2 separate regions of the Rattus norvegicus genome follow, and region 2 is linked to region 1. A link is a contact called in public Hi-C data. All regions are on one chromosome and are shown on one strand. The core of a region is the stretch at or near the end of the contact, and the rest is flanking DNA. Distances in the headings are between cores, read along the strand shown.

Region 1 (3,581 bases), core at 596-3,095:
CCTTACATAACTCAAGACCATCTGCCCGGGAGTGGCACTGCCCAGGAGTGGCCTACTCCACACCAATTAGCAACAAAGAAAATGCACCACAGAAGTTCCTGCAGGCAAATCTGGCAGAAGTGATTCCCCTCTCCCAGATACGCCTAGGTTTGTGTCCTGTTAAAAAACACTAACCAGCATACTGGAGCTTTCTACCCAACCCTGACAGATTGACATAGATGGAGATGGTAAAGTTCCATTCTTCTGTATCCTGAGGGAAGCCAGGAGTGGTGGATGGGAGCTTTAGGGATGTGTCTACAGGACTTTTGGCTGCTGGAAAGATTCCCTCAAGGGATCAGAGCAGTTCCTGTGGCAGAGGAAACAAATTACAGAGTCAGGATAGCATGGGTTTAAATACCTGTTTGGCCACATGCTGATTCTAAAGACTTAACTATATAGGTCACCCTTCTAAGATACTTTCCTGTCTGGTAAGTAAAGAAAATAATATCTACTTGCAGGACAATTATAATGATCAACTAAAACAACACCTACAAAGTGCAGAGGGTGTGGGCTCCAGTCAGCAATGGTTGGAAGAATGGGGACTTGATTCTTTTTCAAACTTCCCCCACAATCCTCCTCATACCACTACAGTTGGCAGAAATATCCATGATGAAATTCCTGGTTTTAAATGTAAGAATTTTAGTCATCTAGATATTTAAGGTGCTTTGCAAGACTTAAAGTGATAGGTTCAAAGTTATCTAGACTGTGTTTGAATTTAATTCTTACTAGCTTTGCTATTTCTTTTATAAGATACTTGTGTGAACTTCAGTTTTTACTTAAGGTCATAAAAATTTTTGCAAAGAATAAAATAACTTTGTTTTTTATAGAATAGAAATCGAAACAGTAGTCAAAGAAAGATAATTATTTCTAGCACTTATTCAGTTCTAGCGCCATTCTAAAAGTTTTACATATAGTAACTTGTTTGGTCTTTATGAGGACACTGAGAAGTGAATATTACTGTTAATTTTCTTTTACAGATGTAGAAATTGAGGCCAAGTAAAATCTTGTGTAAAAGGTTATATAGTAGAAAGGGCCATTGCAAAAGCTTCTCTGGGTATCAAATATGTGTTCTGGTGAATGGATGAAGAAGATGAGGAAAACAAGCCAGAGAGGTAGCCAGTGTGTTGTGTCTCCCAAGGTACTATTAGGCAACAAAATAAACAAAAAGGATCAAAATGTCAGGTGTATTTTGTCAAGCAAGGAGGTTTGGGATGTCTATGTCTATCTTGGGATTGCTGATGTATGTTGGAAGATGGGAAACATCTGAGTCCTAAAGAAGTACATGCTGCTTTTGAGAAGCATCCTTAATGAATGGCCACATGCAAGAGGTGGCCAGAATAAGGTATGCTTACTGTCAAGCACTGTGCTCAAAGCTGTATCGTTTGGAAATGATTGGTTGAGAAACTGCTTTAAAGATACTAACTCTCATTCCACAAAGCTGGGCGCCATGAAGATCTGCAAGAGTTGAATGTCTCTGAGACTGGGTGAGACTGGGTCAAAATGAGGACGAGTCTACAATCTACAAGTGTGTATGTGTGTGTGTGTGTGTGTGTGTGTGTGTGTGTTATAGCTATGTATTATGTATATGTTCATGCTCACATACATATCTCTTTGCACATAAATATGTACATATTTAGGATTTTACTTATAATGATAGACTTCCATAAAGCACCTGCCTATTAGCTTTGTGTGTGTGTGTTTGTTTTTATTTGTTTGTTTTTGTTTTTTGTTTTTTCTGGTACTGTGTACTGAGCTCATGGCTTCTTGCATTCTATGCAGTCATGCACTCTACCACTTAGTCACACCCACAGCCTGTTTCTTGACTAATTATGTAGACAGAGGAGTTTCTTAAAGTTTAGAACGGAATTTGTTATGAGTAAAAAGGTTTCATAACTTTTTAGTCAGAATCTGGTTCAGAGCCAAAATAATTTCTAGTGATTCCCCCTCCCCCTAGTGCGCCGACTCCCTCCCCCCACGCCTACCCCCTCTCTCCACACTGAGCCCCTCCCCACATATCGCACTTCCAAAGTGAGGGAAATGATGACTCATGAGAGCCAGCACAGAACTTGGTTCTCTAGATTTTTATCGTCATGTCATGAGCAGCTAGAGGAAATAAAACTGTTCTGAAACTCCGAAGTAGCTAGCTGGAAGGCAGCAGTGCAGCCAGGGGCTTTTCAGGATACACTTTGACAGCAAGTTGAGGCAGACGCTAAGAAGGGAAGGCAGGAAAGACATTTGCCAAGATTCTCTCCCAGAGGGTGGAGTGAGTCAAGTGCTTTTAAGGAGGCAGTGCAGAGCCGAGTGTCTGTCTGACTAAGAAAAGGACGGGAGAAGTAACTTTTGTTATATAACAAACCCAAAGGGACCCGCGCCTTACTGTACAGGAATGTCCGGGATGTCCTTTGAACGAAGTTATAACGGATTTGGAAGAATTACATTTTAGGAGTACATTAAGAGGCTAGTGACAAGGAAGAGATGTTTGCTTGTTTTGTTTTGTTTTGTTTTCCAAATAAATCAAATCCTCCCTGGGCTAGTTTTAGTTGATTCTTTGGGTGCCACCTAGTGATTAAAGAGAGGAAAGCAACTGGAAGTAACTGGAAAATGAAAACAAATTCTAGTCCCTGTGTAGGAAAAAATTTGTGTCATGCAAAGCTGATTTTGAGGGAAAAATCACTAATGTGCACTAATACAAACCAGGTATTTCGGAGAGCTAGAGGCTTTAATTCTTACCTTTCCTCTCCATTGCAGACTGTGCAAGCTTGACTTGAACCTATGTAAAACAACACATACACGAGGCAAAAGAAGCATGAGGTTGCAGAGACTGCACTTTACAGATATGGAGTCTCTATTTACATTTTGCAAATGCAGTTGTGGCCTCTCCCAATAACTTTATCAGAGTCCTGTTAGAAGTTCTCTGCAGAGATTGAAATGGGCATCAAGAAGATGACCACTCGAGGTGCTCAGACTCTACAACTAGTACAATCTACTCTATCAGCTTTATTTTTACTTTGCACGCCTACCATAAAGGAGGAGACATATCACCCCTCTCTGATGAGCTGTGTATGATATTTATACATTCTTGATATCTATATAAGAAAAGCACCTGAATCCCAGAGGACTAGTCGATGGTAAAGCCCACCCTAGGTTTCAAACTCTAATTTCTGTGAGAGTCTGGCAGGTGTGTGCTCCCGTTCACTGTTCTAATTTAGGGTAATCTCTCTCTCAAGGCTCTTCGTGTCCTTCATCCCTTTGTCAGCATCATCAGGGTCAGATTAGTTGCTTTAGTTTGGATGTCTACTTGTTAGTAACAACAGTAAGAAGAGGGAGTGGAAAGTTGCTTTTTTTACTCTGAATACAAAGAAGCCTTGGAAGAAATGCTCCTTTCTCTGCCCATTAAAGTTGACTTAGGAATATGTGATTCTAGGAACAGTTACAGCACAGTCTGTGACCATGCAGTAAATAATAGAGCCTCTTCTTTTAAAATTCTTTTAAAGTATTTTTATGTTGATGTCAATTAATATCAGGATAGGACACACAACACT
Region 2 (3,581 bases), core at 288-2,787, 220 kb before region 1:
GAGTCAAACTACATAAAGGTAGATGAAAACTAGTATAATATAAATAAGGGCTATAGACTCTAGCCAAGCTGGTTTTGCTGTGATTTCTAGTTTAGCTTTAGCTGGTACAGTGGAGAGCATCAAGTCACTGTTGAAGGATTCCTTTGCATTAACACTGCATATGAATTAACTTGCATGGATAAACATTCACCTGAAAGTGGAAGATTTTGGTTTTGGGTTTTCTTTTGTTGGTTTGTTCTGTTTTTAATTCCTTACCTTTGGGAGTTTAAATTGTAATGCTCCAAAAGTAATAAACATGGTAGGTAAATTATATCATAGCTTGCAAATTAAATATCATATAAAAAATAGTCCTGGGCATGAAAAGCAAAAATAGCCTAGGTTTATTTTCAGTATGCGTTGTGTATATGTGTGAAATTGTTAAGGAACAAGTTTGCCTAATAAATAATAAAAGTAATGTTTTAAAGAAGAATGGGGACAAGTGGAGGGAGCACAGGATAATGTGCCTGGATGAAGTCACTATAGGTCTGAACATGACATATATCATGTTCATACCTCTGGCTCTTGGGTTGAAAACTGAATGTGAAAGAGAGAGAGAGCATGAAAGCAGAGAGCCATCAGGAGGCTACTGCAGACCTCCAGAAGAGGCAAAAGAGCCTGGGACAACAACTCTAATGATAGGACAAAACCTAGCAGTTTACTGCCATGTGCTTCTTCTAACAGAACATCAGTGCCTAAGGTAGCAATCATCAGCTCTACAAACACAATATATCTCCAAGAAGCAGATTATACAATGCATAATTTGCATGAATTACAGGATGTACTCTTCATAACAGGAAATTACAAAGGCCTCATTTGTAAATTCTAAGTCTTAATGAGACACATCAGCACATAATAAAAGCCTGCCATATCTGACTCAGAAAGCTGCTACCACTGTTGCACCTGCCCTGCCTGTTGGAAACAGAAGGGGGCTAGATGCCTCCTGTCTCCCCTTTTCTTGCATGATTGAAGGAAGCATCCTAGGTCGGACCATTGGCAAGGTAACTCTGGCTCCCTCTGGCGACTATGAACAGGAGGACCAACAAGAAACCCAGTTCCTCAACTCCTAGTACTTAGGGAAGAAATGGGTTTTCTTCCTCTCTATATTATCCAAATAATTTGATAACCAAAGTTTCCAAATTTAAAGCATGTAAAGACATAGACATCTGCCTTGCCTATGCAAAAAATCAAACGTTCTCAATAACTGAATAATTATCTATCCCGAGCCCCTTCTGAATTGCATGGACTATGGTTTCTCTGTCTCTCATTTCATTTGAGTTTATTGCAAATACTTAACTGACTGTTTACCTACATAATAATGCCTCTAATATCTTTGCTGTGTCTGCTAAATAGAAGATAGAATCAGGAAATGAATCTCTTTAGTTTTTCAAAGCAATGTTCCTTTTTTTACGCGTCTGACCCTGAAGTTCTGCCAGCCAGCCAGGAAAGTTTCATGCAATTAAATGTGACTCAGAGGGCAGCAGAAGTCTATGCACTGTGTGGTAGAGGAAACAGACAACCCCCTCCTGAAGCAGCAGCAGAGTCTCTCATGAAAACATCATGCCGCTTGTTTCTTCTCAGCAGCACTCTGACAATGAATGCTTTATTCATCAGATGCATATATGAAAAGAAAATAGCCCCAGTCCCCTTATTTCTATGAACTTACACATTTACCATCACTCCAACACAAGCTCCTGTGTGCCTTTCCACAGAGAGCCACACCAACAGGGGATGCTGCCCATGAGAACATCTCCTTCCTCCTAAAGCCTACAGCAGAAAGGGTGGAGGTGGGGTTGCAAGCTACAGAAGGGAGATGAAGACCTGGCCTTTGCCTCTGCCTATGTCACAAATCAGTATCTGAATTAGAAGAATACATTAAGAGACAAACTGTCTATTTGTAACTCCATAAACCTTGTAGGATTTTTATATATAAAAATGACTGGAATGTGTATCATTTGTTTAGCTACCATTTATTTTGTATTTTTAAAATCACTTTTGTGGTTTCCATTTTGCTTTGAAACAGGATCTGCCATGGAACCCAGTCTGACCTTAAACTCAAGTCACTCCTCTTGTCTCAGCCCCCACTATTGCTGAAATTGACTTGCACCACCATGCCCAGCTTGTGAATTACTTATTAATTTAAAAATGCTATTGTATTATATCTCAGTAAGAGCAATGTTATAGGCTTTTAATTTAGAATACCAAAAAAGTTACACCCCTTAAACACACATAATATTATCCATATTTCCAATAATTCTCCAAATACACTTACGTTTCGTGACACTAATATCTTTATCCAAACACTTGCTATAAAAAGGGCCTGTTCTGCTCCTGCTCTTTAGGATAAAATTAGGCCATGAAATTTCTCAATTTTAAAATTATCAACAGAGGAAATGTAACTTTGTTGCTGCATTTCTCAATTAATTTTATTTCTAATCAGTTCAGGAAAAAATGTTATACCTCTGTCTAATTAAATATTTGATGATTAAGTGACCCACACCTTGTTATGGCATTGAGCAATGCTTTTCTCTCCACTGTGTGATAATGCCTTTCTTCTTCATTGCTGGGCTCACAGGTTCATTTTCCAAGAAAAGGCCCTCAACCTTTACCACCAACTCAGTTCAAACAAAATGAATCCATTGTACAACCCTGCTGCTAGTCGCTTTTTAAATAGACTAGCGGTTATGTGACAGGTGTCTCAGTCGTGAAAGGATGCAATTTCTAAGTGATACGTGAAAACAATGCTCCATTTTCCCTCAGACATGTACCCACTGCCTCTCTTTAGGAAACTTTCTCACCCTCACCTTATAACCTTGCATATGGTTCCCAGATGGGGATCTATGCACTCATCTGGTCACTTTCTGCATTATAACATTTAATATCAACTTTTTCCTTATTGTCACTTTGTCCACAATTATGGGAAATTTGCAATTGACAATGAAGATACATGTATATTTGTTTCTTCATTTTTGACAGTTTTATAAGAATTTCACAGACACATGAATAATGAGTTAGATCTGTAGGAGTAGCTTTAATACAGATACTATTCTGAGTGAGAGAGTCACACTAAGAAGAAATTACTGTTAACTTTGAATGTTCTGATTACTCAGCACACAATTCTGCACATAGAGAGCTCACACACAGAGGCTTCTGTCAATCATGTGACTTCTACTGCTCTAGTCCATCAGTGCCTATTATTACCTACCTAGTGATATATCGTTTACACAATTCCTCTAGTACAAGCTATACATTCATCTCCTTATACACCACTACACAAATTAGCAAGCTTAACAGCTCAGTGGGTTCTTCACTTTTCCTATATACTGGGTTTCAAGTTTCTAGAATTCTTTACAAGCAGTAAAATCAGAGTCCGCTAGTCAAAATAATGAAGATAAAATACTAGAAGTTTCTGTACCTAAAAACACTAGTCAAAGTTAGAAAAGAAGCAACAATGGTACCTAGAGATTATCTCTTATCTGTCTTTGCCCAAAACATCTCCAAGGAAACGTGGTAAATGAGTTTCACTGAGTCTTTTTATATTTAGT

The links. Hi-C and Micro-C count contacts between places; a contact is called where the count stands out from the background.
Region 2: a Hi-C map of Schwann cells shows a contact between it and region 1, with 4 times the contacts expected there. The contact joins two enhancer-like sites. A contact is called at or near these places in 5 of 12 Hi-C or Micro-C datasets (the A7r5 cell line, the Rat2 cell line, Schwann cells and 2 more).

The regions. Positions count from the first base shown.
Region 1 is chr2:147,638,940-147,642,520 of GRCr8, reverse strand. No RefSeq gene overlaps it. Among named protein-coding and RNA genes, the nearest start is that of Rap2b, 110 kb to the left of the region's middle. Within about 2 kb of position 1,845, at least 58 of the 93 cell types and tissues checked have an H3K27ac peak or open chromatin away from gene starts, as enhancers often do. A contact at or near this core is called in the A7r5 cell line and Schwann cells, where this site is marked.
Region 2 is chr2:147,854,142-147,857,722 of GRCr8, reverse strand. No RefSeq gene overlaps it. Among named protein-coding and RNA genes, the nearest start is that of Trnas-aga30, 85 kb to the left of the region's middle. Within about 2 kb of position 1,537, at least 2 of the 93 cell types and tissues checked have an H3K27ac peak or open chromatin away from gene starts, as enhancers often do. A contact at or near this core is called in the A7r5 cell line and Schwann cells, where this site is marked.